Regions from separate parts of the Hordeum vulgare genome. Here region 2 is linked to region 1. Evidence: chromatin contacts called from public Hi-C data. All regions are on one chromosome and are shown on one strand. The core of a region is the stretch at or near the end of the contact, and the rest is flanking DNA. Distances in the headings are between cores, read along the strand shown. Region 1 holds the start of LOC123402572 (probable E3 ubiquitin-protein ligase RHC1A). Region 2 holds the start of LOC123400998 (mitochondrial phosphate carrier protein 3, mitochondrial-like).

Evidence for each region. Hi-C and Micro-C count contacts between places; a contact is called where the count stands out from the background.
Region 2: a Hi-C map of leaf shows a contact between it and region 1, with 2.9 times the contacts expected there. The contact joins the promoter of LOC123400998 here to the promoter of LOC123402572 in region 1. A contact is called at or near these places in 2 of 6 Hi-C or Micro-C datasets (leaf and seedling) and 1 of 1 datasets of contacts at active chromatin or transcription factors (embryo).

The regions. Positions count from the first base shown.
Region 1 is chr6H:523,531,843-523,538,098 of MorexV3_pseudomolecules_assembly, reverse strand. LOC123402572 (probable E3 ubiquitin-protein ligase RHC1A) reads left to right here and starts at 2,751. Exons shown (of 3, transcript XR_006611305.1): 1 at 2,751-4,007; 2 at 4,239-4,334; 3 at 4,439-4,950. It overlaps LOC123402571 (prolyl-tRNA synthetase associated domain-containing protein 1), which reads right to left. Exons shown (of 12, transcript XM_045096494.1): 10 at 5,737-5,870; 11 at 5,563-5,661; 12 at 4,680-4,949. The coding sequence ends at 4,854.
Region 2 is chr6H:523,762,486-523,768,741 of MorexV3_pseudomolecules_assembly, reverse strand. LOC123400998 (mitochondrial phosphate carrier protein 3, mitochondrial-like) reads right to left here and starts at 4,017. Exons shown (of 6, transcript XM_045094714.1): 1 at 3,562-4,017; 2 at 1,861-2,222; 3 at 1,725-1,768; 4 at 602-816; 5 at 371-495; 6 at 1-277. The coding sequence starts at 3,879. The coding sequence ends at 226.

The DNA of each region.
Region 1 (6,256 bases), core at 1,502-4,001:
GGGATCTCATCCAGGACTCCGAACAACTTTCGGTAACCTCGTATAACAATTCCCTATAACCCTAGCGTCACTGAACCTTAAGTGTGTAGACCCTACGGGTTCGGGAGACAGGCAGACATGACCGAGACACCTCTCCGGCCAATAACCATCAGCGGGGTCTGGATACCCATGGTGGCTCCCACTTGCTCCACGATGATCTCATCGGATGAACCACAATGTCAAGGATTCAATTAATCCCGTATACGATTCCCTTTGTGTGTCAATGATTCTATTTACTAATATCTTTTTGTATGTATAATATTTTTTACAAATAATTATTTCTATGTATGATATTATATGTATACAAAATATTTTCAATCATCCTTTGTATGTATAATATTTCGCACAAATATTTGACATAACTTAATTACTTACACTTATATAATACTCAGGTTTATAAAATATATACTAAGTATTTTTTTATCTTAAAAAAGTAGAGCAGGCAAAAATATGTAATACACACATTTATATATTTTTTTGAGGAAACACACGTTTATATAACACATAGGTTTTACAAATACCTTAAAATAATATGCGTGCACACTGGGCTGCAATACACACATCCCATTTAAGCTCCACATGCTCCCTTTGAATACATGTAATTTCGATATCGACATACCGGACCTGAAGGTTGTAGTGGCTACTGGCTAGGTCCCGTGGTAAACCTGTTGGTCGCTGGTTTGAGTCCTGGCTTTCTCCATATTAGTTGTTAATTTTTGCATATATGTGCAGTGTTGGTGTCCGGTTTATTCTATCAAATGAAAGGTGAGGGGTGTGTGCAAAAATCTTCGTGCCGAGCACTGATTGATGGGACCATATACACTGATACACTCTGTCAATAAAAAATGGACACACATATATACCCTCATAGTTGTGCAAAATCATTGCGTCAAGGATCATCACTCACTGACCAGTAGGGCCATACACACATATATACCCTCATAGTTGTATTGTGACCAACTCGAGTCTAAGTTAGGTGACAACAAAACCATATTTTCAAAATTCTAACATCGAACTAAACATGTGACGCAAGTTCTATGACTCCTAGTGATATTACCTCATTGTATTACTATAGAACTTACTTTAACCGAACTATCACATTAATGAAAGTTAAGCTAAAATTTCATGGTATCATATTCCTCCCCCTCCTCTATCGATCCCTCTCTACTTTCACTTGTTGCGGCTGTGACATTCCATATGGAGACCGGTCTTCGCTACCTAGACCACATCCTCGTAAGCGTAGCCCAAACAATGACTAGATCCAGGTCCATGTCGCCCTAGCTCGTGCTCGTATTTGCACAACCAAGTACACACTAGATGCATTCGTCGCCACACTACCTGGATAGGGGCTTCCAATGTCTATGGTGATCCATTTTTTTCTCGTGTTCATGGGAGAGTGTCAAGCACACATATTTGTAATATGTTAACTCGCTCATCGGCCTTCGCATCCCCACATCATTGGTGATGACGATAATGACTAATTCTGGTGTCAGCGGCAAGATCGATGATGATGTCCAAGTTCATCTCTGACTGTCGGATAAAAAGATGGCGCAAATTGGTGCCAAGATGGACACAACCGTGACATGCGGTCGTGTGGTGGTGAGAGATAGAGGCGGGACGAAGGTAAGGTCGATGACGATGTGGCAGGGTTAATGGTTAAAGCCATTATGCATCAGCACAAAAATCACCCAAAGGAACCCAAAGGACTAAAAGTGGATGATTTTGATAGTCGAGTGACTAGGTTTTCCTCGAATTGATGTTAAGGGACCATTTATATACTATCAATAAAGTTGAGGGACAAAAATGTACTTTCCCCTAATATTATTGACGGGTGTATTTATCAACAGTATTGATCGGTAGATAGTAGGCTAGTACAGTTGTTACAAGTGGCCTAGTAAAGAATTGACCGAGCCATCGGACAGGAGGAAGATGCTGGTGGGTCAGTGCCACCTGGTATCCTGCGTAAGTTGTGCGTCATGTTGATGAGACTCTCTTGAGTTGCCACTGGATAGGAGGACGATGTCGATGGGTTGATGTTGGTGTCCATCGGATCCAGGTTCGATTAAAATCAACGTCAACGATGCTCTAGAGCTTGGAGGTCGACAGTGGAGTGCTGGCAGGGTTGCACATTCTCATCTGAATTTCCTTGGCGCGTGGATTAAGTCACTGGATGGGATTACTAATCCAATGGTAATGGAGTTGCTGGTGCTAATGTAGATGGATAACTTGAAGATCATGGATCTCTCGTCGCCGCGTGTCAATTCTCGTTCAATTGCCACGCCTATCATTAGGGAAATAAGGGAGATCAACTCTTCTTTTTTTTGTTATACATGCTAGCTAGATTGATGTAAGCCCTGATTTTCTTATAATCAGCATGAGGGCGGAGTGTAGCCATATGTTACCTCCGCAATAAAGCTTCCATATTCAATGCCAAAAAAAAAAAAATGGCCGAGCCGCCGAGAAATCCATGATGCCTTTTCTTTAGAAAGAGGTTTTCTTTTTTCCTTTTTGGCTTTGAGCGACCTGGTCCGGTAATTTGTGGCACTTCTCCCGCGGTGGCCCAAAGGCTAGAGCCAATTCTGGGTTTCGGCCCATCCTGGCCTGTTTCAGCAGGGCGGGCGCGAGCTCGGTGCCGGAAAGCTGGCTCTCGGCGTTTCCTTCCTTCCTTCCTTCCCCTCCTCCACGCCCAAAACCAAACCGTCCACAGTTACTTCCCGCCACCGCCACCTCTTCATCTTCCTCCTGGCCGGCAAGCAACCAGAGCTCCCCCTCCCCGAGGTTCGCACCCCGCACAAGCCACACCACCAGAGCCAAGGCAAGCCAAACCGAACTGCCGATCGCCGCAGGATCGCTTTCGTCTCCCCGCAAAGCCATCCTTTAACTCCCGCCCGCCCGTGTCACCATCTCCTCCCGCGTTGCCTTCCTTTAAAACCATGCGATCCTCCCGCTCCATGCATCCCGGCGACTTTCCTTCCCAAGACCTCGCCAGCACTCCGCCTAGCGGGACGATCAAGCCACCCCACCCACCGTGTACGCGACGATGATGCCCGTGTACGGCGGCGGCGGCGGCGTGGTGCGGCAGCGGACGTGCCGCATGTACTGGTGCTACGAGTGCGCGCGGGCGCTCCGCATAATCTCCTACCCGGCCACCGACGTCTTCTGCCCGCGCTGCTACGGCCGCTTCCTCCACGAGATCGACCCGCCACCGCGCCCGGCGCTCCCGCCGCCGGGCTTCTTCCCGCACCACTTCGCGCCGCACCCTACGCACTACCACGACGGGAACCCGCGCCGGTGGGTCGTGTACGGCGCTGGGCCCTCGGTGCCCGGCCGCGCGCTCCGCCAGCTGCCCCCGCCGGTGCGGGAGCCGACGCGGGTCCACGCGCCGGCCCCGGCGCCCCCGCCTCGCCGGCGCGTGCCCTCCCCGCCGCCGGCGCCGGTGGCCACGCCCCCGGCCATCGACCCGGGGGACTACTTCACGGGGGGCGACCTGAACCGCCTCGTGGAGGAGCTGACCCAGAACGACCGGCCGGGCCCCGCGCCGGCGCCCACGTCGGCCATCGACTCGCTCCCGACGGTGCGGATCGCCGCGCAGCACCTGTCGGACGACGGCGGCGGGTCACAGTGCCCCGTGTGCAAGGAGGAGTTTGAGCTCGGGGAGGCCGCGCGGCAGCTGCCGTGCAAGCACGTGTACCACTCCGACTGCATCGTGCCCTGGCTCCGCCTCCACAACTCGTGCCCCGTCTGCCGCTTCAAGCTGCCCGGCGGCGCCGCCCCCAGCACGCGTCGCGCCAGCGGCAGCAATGGCGGCGGCGGTGCAAGAAACAGAGACAGGGAGAGGGAGCCGGCGACGATGGTGAGGTGGGGGCCGTTGTCGTGGATGGTGCCGGCGCGCGGGACGGAGGACCCGGACGACGGGTGGGAGTACGGGCGGCGCCGGCACGGCAGGCCCGAGGATGGCGACGCCGGCGGTAATGACATGTCGGCCCTCCAGTCTTTCGTTCTCGTCGCCACTTGCGTTTTCTTCTTCTCTTTCTTTGCCTAACAAGACCCATGCTGTGATAACTGACAACTCTAATGTACTCCTAATAATCCTCAATGGAAAAACGGATAAAGAGTTTATTTGCATTTTCGATTTCCTTTTTGGACCGTAAAACAGCATGCTTGTTTTTAAGTGTTCTGCTTCTGAATTTTTCTTTCAGCTTTCTACGCGTGGTGGCGCTCCCTGTTTCTTCTCTAGCCGTTTCCAGCTGGGATGCCAGCCACTACCCCAAAGACAACCTGAACGTGTTTGCTCAGTTAAGTCATCTGAATTCTGATCGTTGCCGTGCTTGCAAAACATCAGAAAACTGCCGCACATACACGCTTACTGACTTAACATTTTAATGGCTGATAATGGCAGGTAAAGCATGACGGACCCCTGTAAATATTCCCGGAGTTCAACAGCAATGGTGGATATGTACTGGAGATGCAGGGGACACTGGAAATTAATATGGAAATGAAATAGGAGATGTAATTGTGCAAAGAACGGCCAAAATGTAATTGTGCCACTCACAATGTCAACTATACAGAGAGTTATAATTTTCATTTTTAGGTCAGTTGAGGAGATTTATCTTGCGGCTAAAACAATCAGCACAGTAATCTCGAAGCAAAACGTGAAAGCACTTGAGCAAATCCCCAAAAGCAATCACAAAGGTGATACTTTCAATGGAATCATTCAACATAATAAGTATTATATGGTATGATTTGATTTTACACCAAGGGGCATACAAAAATTGACTGAATCAACTCACTGTCTCCTATATCAAATTAACCGACTATTTCCGGGAGGGCATCCCACCTAAACCTGACTTGAGCATGGTATCGAAGCCAGCATGAAATCCTGCAGTGTATGCCATGTTTTTGAACATATTCTGCAATCAAAAACATTTGCATTAGACATCTGCCATCGCAACGTATACATTATGCACAAAATATCATCAAGACGACCTCCCCATGTTTATATGTTATACTCCCTCCGTCCGGAATTACTTGACACTCGAGCAGATGTATCTACCACTAAAATACATCTAGATACATCAGTTGAGCGACAAATAATTCTGGACGGAGGAAGTATTATATATAGGGGCAAATTAGCATTCTGGATCAGGTTAATCGAAATCTAAACTGCAATAATACAGATGAATTTTCAGACAAGCAAGGGGAGCTAGTTTTATCTTGCGACACCAAATGAATTTTCATAAATATAATTCAGACACTAGGAGGTTAATCTTCGATCAGCAGATGACTGCAAATGGTCACATGTCTCGAGGAGATATCAGGTTAATTCATCATATACCCTTTTAGCACAACTGCACAAGGACGGAGTTACCTTGGAGTGAGGCTTTCAAGCCCTTGGGATTTTTCCATCAAAGAAGCATAATGAGATGTATCCTACCAGGAGATTAAATTCTCTCTACTCCATTTTCGCTTCAAGATATTACTAAGAACTGTTAACTACTAACAAACATCAGAAGAGAAACTAACCGTTAAACTCTCCAGATCTGGAGCAGCTCGTCCTCTAAAGTCTTCCAATTTTAAAATTTTAGTAAGCTCTTCCTCTTTAATATTCAATTTCTTTGATGCCTGCAAGAGAATACTTATCAACGCAAGGGGCAGGCATCATATACGAAAGCTAACATGGTAAGGTCACTGGATTACCTCGGACAGGAACAATGGGAAGATGACGTCAAGCACATCAGTTGCAAATATCTCAACATTTGCACCATTATTAGCAGGAACTTTACTCTCTGAACTTTCTGCCTCCTTGTTCGAAACTTTGGGCTTAGCTTTCACTTCTGATGAAGAACATAACAAGTCATATTTACTGTTGAAAGTTGAAACTTGAAAAGCTCCATAAAGCTTGTAAACAGATAATGGTTGTCTAAAAGCTTTGGATAAACAATAAGCAACTAAAAATGATGTATACTCTCTGTATAATATTTAATATTCCAATCCTAAAAAATTATAATTGACGTGCTACCGTTGGTTTGTCTCTATCCTGATAAAAATGTGTGACAAAATTTCAGGTATATTAGACCAGGTGGTTTATTCACTAGCTGGTAGTCAGACAACGGTCCATGACGAACAAGGTGCTTGTTTGCTCTGATGGCAGCAACAAACATTGTCTTAGCAGCTCTCAACCCTAGTTCTACAACCGTAGCAAGTGTTTGTTCGTTCA
Region 2 (6,256 bases), core at 2,768-5,267, 230 kb before region 1:
CTCTAACAGCCTTGCTGTCCTAAAACTTATTATGTCAAGCATCAAACTTTCCCGGGGGGCAAAAAAAGGCCTATTTCGCCTGCTTAATGAGTTCCTCTCATCTGATAGAGACAATAACCATCTGCTACAATAACAAAAGATTTTGGGTGCTAAACAAGTAATTGATACAGTCCCATCCACCAATAACCACAACCAGGAATACATCGTCATAGCAGCAAAAATCAATCAAGCTGATTCCTCTACCGGAGCAACTGGTGGAGCACCGCCGGTGGTCGGGCTGGAAGAAAATGGATAACCAATTGTTAGTACTTCCTCAGAAGCTGTTTACCATTACATACTGATGGATTTGCATAGGGGATGAGATACTTACAGTCCCACCATAACTTTAAACGCATCATAGATTCCCCACTGAGCACCAGTAAGAGTACCAATCATGACGATACGAAGGGGGAGCCCTCTGGTGAAAAGGCCCAACATGCCAATCTTCTTAACAGCCTACAAAGGTTTAATAACAGCATAAAGTCAGCAAATAGTCCAGTAGTTCAACAAAGAGGATAGAAGATCTCAAAGACAATGAAAAAATGATAGAAACAAAGCTTACATCGCCCACTGTAGCACCCTTGGCATTGTTGAGGAACGAGACAAGGTTGTCAGCCGGATGAGAAACAATAGCACAGAAAACACCGGCAATGTAGCCACCAGCAAAGCTGATACCCAACTGGGAAGACTTGCTGCACTCGGCCTTCGGAACAGGAACAGCGTGTTTGTAGATAAGCTCAACAATAGTTTCGAAGGACGCAAACTTCATCATGGTATCTGAATAAAGCATGGAAGTAACATATGAGCAATAACAGAAGTTCAAAGCACTGTACATTCAGCAACTTTCCAATTCTATCTACTCTCTCCGTTCTTAAACTTTTTAGGGATTCCACTAAAAACTACATACGGATGAATATAGACATACTTTAGAGTGTAGATTCATCCATTTTGCTACGTATGACTTTATTTAGGAACGGAGGGAGTAGATGACATGTGCTACCTAGAAGGCTATAACTAATAAAATTCAAATATTATGTCATTCAATTAACAATGGCCAATTCTAGAATTGGTCGCAAATACTTGCAATCTGCATCAGTTAACATTAGTCTGCATAAACTTCCAGACTTGTTAACATCAGTTAACGATCTACATCAGTTAACATGATGAACCATAACCAAACATAACATTTTACGAGAGGGGAAACAAAACATTCATCATGTAAAAACTGGTATAAGGTATGGAACTGAGATTGATGGGAATTTCTATTGTCATTTATGAACAGAGTACCCAAACAAAATTGCCAAACATACAACAGACATCTAGATACAAAATGTTCTGCCATAACCCATTTCCGATAGACAAAAGTTGTCAAGTTCAGTAGATACAGGCATACGGTAATCCCATGTCTGGCTAACATATTTATTTTTTACAAGAAAAGTGAATTTTGGAGTTTCAGCTACAAACTTCCATCACAACTATAGGTTAGAAGCTTGCTCATACAGGAGAAGAGGAAGTAACAAAACATCACCAATTGGTATATCAAAGAAAACAAACAGTGCCAATCAGATGAAACAGGAGACCAGCTTTAGAGCATTTGGTTCCAAAGCAGGCCAAATTTAGGAAACGATCATGATAGCGACAGTTCAAATTAAAAGACTAAGAGAATGATAAGAGAAAACACTCACAAGGAATCTGGCGACCCCAGAGCGGAACGATGCCCTTGTAAAGCCTGGCATTATTAACCAATAAAGTTAGAGGACATGTGATAAGGATAAGAGAAGCAAATCATGAAGTTTCTGAGGCGGCTGGAGATTTACTTACCCAGCAGCACCCTCGGCTTTGATGAACTTGGGAAGCCCATCACTCAAGCCACGGGCAAATCCAGGCTGTGTCTGCACACGGACCTTGACAGCTTCAAAGGGGCACAGAGCGATGTCAGCAATTACCTCGGCAGAAGCTGACCCTGCAAGGTAAATTAGGGTCTTGTACTTCACGGCATTCTCAGGCCCAGCCATATCTGAGTAGGTCTTCTTAAAGAACTCGTAGAACCCAAACTTGCAAGCCCCCTGAGCACTGTAACCAAGCAAGGTAGGCACCCATCCCCTAAAGAATCCCCTAGCTCCTTGCTCCTTTAACAGAACACCAAATCCAGATGTGATGCTCTTGTATTTCGCCGGGTCAATCTGCAACAATTGATAGAAATGGGTTAGATCCAAAGTACTTCGTTCACACCTAGTACCAGTTACAGCTTCAAATGTCAAAAGGAAAATCCCAAAAATCTTAGTAGATGGTACTTAAATGTACAATGCTAACTGGAATAAGAAAATAAAAATAAACAAATCAACAGTCCTAAACAAAAGATGGATAAGTATTAAGCTTGAACAATACCAATTTTCAAACAAACAACATTAGATGATCAAACTAGTGAACTTTAGTTTTGATCAATAGCCTACAGCCGTACAGTTGGTACTGAATTTTCATGTATGAACAGAAATGAAGCACATATAAAGTGATCACAGGCAACTCACACCCCTTTCAGGCATAGACTTGAATTAACTTATTGATGGACCGACAAAAGAGCTAAGCACCACAGATTATATGGTTCAGGTTCAGACATGATTTTATATCGAACCAAAGTAAAAAACCTTACAAAATGCACAGTCCTCAACATGATTTCTACCACAATACTGAACGAAGTAAAAGCTTAAGAATTGCACATTCATCAACATAATTTGAACCACACAATACTGAACAAAGCAATAGCCTAAGAATTGTGCATTCCTCAACATAATTTGCACGAGAATACTGAACCAAGTAAAAGCCTAAGAATTGCACATTCATCAACATAATTTGCATGACAATACTGAACCAAGTAAGCGCCTAAGAATCGCACATCCATCACCATAATTTGCACGACAATACTGAACCAAGTAAACGCCTAAGAATTACATTTTCAACAACATAATTTGCACGACAATACTGAACCAAGTAAGCACCTAAGAATTGCAGATCCATCAACATAATTTGCACGACAATACTGAACCAAGTAAGCCCCTAAGAATTACACATCCATCAACATAATTTGCACGACAATACTGAACCAAGTAAACGCCTAAGAATTACATTTTCAACAACACAATTTGTACCAAAACGAGACTACTCCGATGAGGAAGACACACGAATCAACTAGCAAGCGATGAAATGTACCTACTGGAAGTGCAATACTTGACTGCTAGCATGTACTCCTACTAGTTACCAGTTCCTAAGCAAGCGCAGCAAGCACATCTGGGCAAACCAAAAGGCATTCGGGGAACAAAACAATACACAAATCCTAGACAGCACCAACACGCGCGGTCAAGCGGAAACAGGCTAGATTTACGCATCCAGATCGCGAAATGCCTGCCTAGACGACGGAGGAGATCGAAACTCGCGCCCGCATCGAAGCTAACGGCCAGATCTAGGCGGAAACCGTCGGGTACGGAGCCCCGGACGCGCGGGGGAGCGCAGATCTAGGTCCCTCACCTGCATGTTGCACTTGACCAGGTCGAGCGGGGTGACGGCCATGTGGGTGAGGCCGCAGCTGGCGATCCCCCCGGCGGTGCAGGCGGCGTAGAAGGCCGGCGAGTACATGACGATTTTCTCGTTGGGCGCGCGGATCGAGAAGGGCCTGCCGCCCCCGGCCCCGCCGGCGCCGACGATGCCGGCGGCCGGGGCCGCGGCGGGCGCCTGGTAGGGCGACGGGGAGGAGGGGAAGCGCGGGGCGGTGAAGGAGCGCGCGGCGGGGGAGGAGTAGAGGAAGCTGGGGAGGAGCGAGTCGCGGGAGAGGTCGGAGAGCGCCATCGCCGCCGGGCCGAGAGATCCGGGCGCGGATTCGCGGGGGCGGTGCTTTCTGAGCTCTCTCTCCTCTCTCTCGCGTTCGCGTGGGTTTGACGGGGAGTGGCGGCGGTGGCTGGAATATATGGAGGCGCTGCGCGTTCGCTCCCGACTTGTGTTAATAATTTAGGGTATACGCTGTGGCTGGCGGCCGGGCACTGGTGGTGGGCTGGCCTGGCGTGGGGCCCGGCGGCAGTGTCCGTTCGGCTTGTGGTTGGTGCCTGGCGTCTGGGGCGTGGATCGTACGCGTTCCCCGATCGAACTTTGCACATTTTTTGACAAACCAAAAAAAATAGTTTGTGTATTTTGGGACGGTCTGGCCAAAGTCATCGCTAGCTGCTTGCCCTAAGCTAAGGAAAAGAGCCGTGGCTACTTTTCGGGGGTCGTAAATGTGGAGCTACGCTTTGCTAATCGCGGCGCGGGTCGCCGTCGCGGAATATGCAGGTGAATATTCCAATCCAAGGGAAGGGAGAGGGGCGCGGCCTTGCTCCGCCCGCCCGGTCGACGGACGGGACGAGCCGCCGGAGTGGATGGGCCCTCGCGTGGGCCAGGTCCGGCGCCCACCGGCGCGTTCCTTCTCTTCTCCCGTGTCGGTGCACCATGTTTTCGCAGCCTCGTCGGCACATGCAGAGGTGGATGGGAGTGTTATTTCCATGGAAAGCACGAGTCAAATGAAATCAACTCTGTTGGGAGAGTTTGTTGCGGGCTGCCTGGCCCCGGGACGAGATGGAACCACCTCAAGCCGCGGCGAAGGGCTGCTTGACTAAACGCAGAGGCGAAGGATGGTTTTTTGGCCGTCTCAAGAACTAGTTTGTTGGGAAACATTGACCCGTGCACGCCGCCGACAAAATACGATCGTCTTGTATGGTCACGATCTATGCGACAGCAGGGCAGGCGGCTCTCCTGGTGCGCTGAGCGGCGGCTTCGTCTTTAGTTGTAGGGTGCCGGTTACGGGTTGTTCAGATGACAGAGCCGGTGGCTTGTTGGATGTGCAGTCTTGAGGATCGGTGTGTTGATGATGCTCTTTTGGGGGTGGGGGAGTATCGGTTTTTTGTCCAGGTTTTCGTTAATTAGCTGGACAACCCTCTTCTACATTTTTAATGGATCTAATCCTAAGAGACGTGTTTAAAAAAAATGATCGTCTTTTGAGAAAATAGAAAGGACGTGTGCACGGGCGACTCGGGGAACAATAGAATAGGAGGTTGTTTAGCATCTCATGGTTTCCCTTATCTTTTCGTTGACTTTTTATGTTGTTCATAGATGAGGTCTTTTTCTTTTGAGTGTGGTTCATAGATGAATTTCATGTAGGCGTAGTCTAGTTAGTTAATGAATAGGGAAAGCATGCTCGTTAATTTATTACTCAATATATGGAATATCTTTGCATGACAATCCCCTAACATGTGTGTTGTCCTTGCAAGAATCGGAGAGCACTCACTTGACATTAGAAAAAGAGTCGCCCAATCAAGCAATTAGTTGAACTACATCAGTCGTCCAATCAAGCAATTAGTCTAACCACATCACATAAGTTGCCCAATCAAGCAATTAGTCGAACCACATCACAGGGCTATGGAGGAGGAAATAGCAAAGCTTCTGACGAACAACTTCAAGCAAGATTTTCGATGTTCAGATTGCTTGATCAACCTCGTCGTGGTGTTAAAGAAGAACAAGATTTGCTACATGTACGTTGACTACACTAACACCAAGAAGACGTGCCCTTAGGACCTGTTGGACCTGTTCCTGCTCCCCAGCATGGACCAAGTGATTGATTTCACTTTGGGGGTGTGAACATTTATCGTTTATGATGCCTGCTCGGGCTATTATCAGATACAGGTGAAGCATTCAGTTGGGAGATGACTATCTTTGTCACGCCACGTACACTGTTTTACTAGAGTTATTTACGCAAAACCACCACACTTGGGGGCTAGGGTAACATATCAGTACCACATTTGAGCCAGGTGATAACCCACAAGTGTAGAGGATCGCAACAGTTTTTGAGGGTAGAGTATTCAACCCAAATTTGTTGGTTCGCCAAAGGGAAGCGAAAGAATATTCTCAAGTATTAGCAGCTGAGTTTGTCAGATTCAACCACACCTGAAAGATTAGTGTCTGCAAGCAAAGTATCAGTAGAAAAGTAGTATGATAGCAACGGTGCCAGAAACGATCTATTGACGGCAGACTATTCCTAACTGTTGTATCAATGGCGCCATTAGGCTGCACGTGAGCGGATATCTATTCTTCCCCGACAACAGTGTCGGAAAAGGATCTTGCAACAAGTAACAACGAAGTAGCAAGGAACAGCAGTAGCAGCAACAACAAAGTAACAGCAGTAGCAACAGTAGTAGCA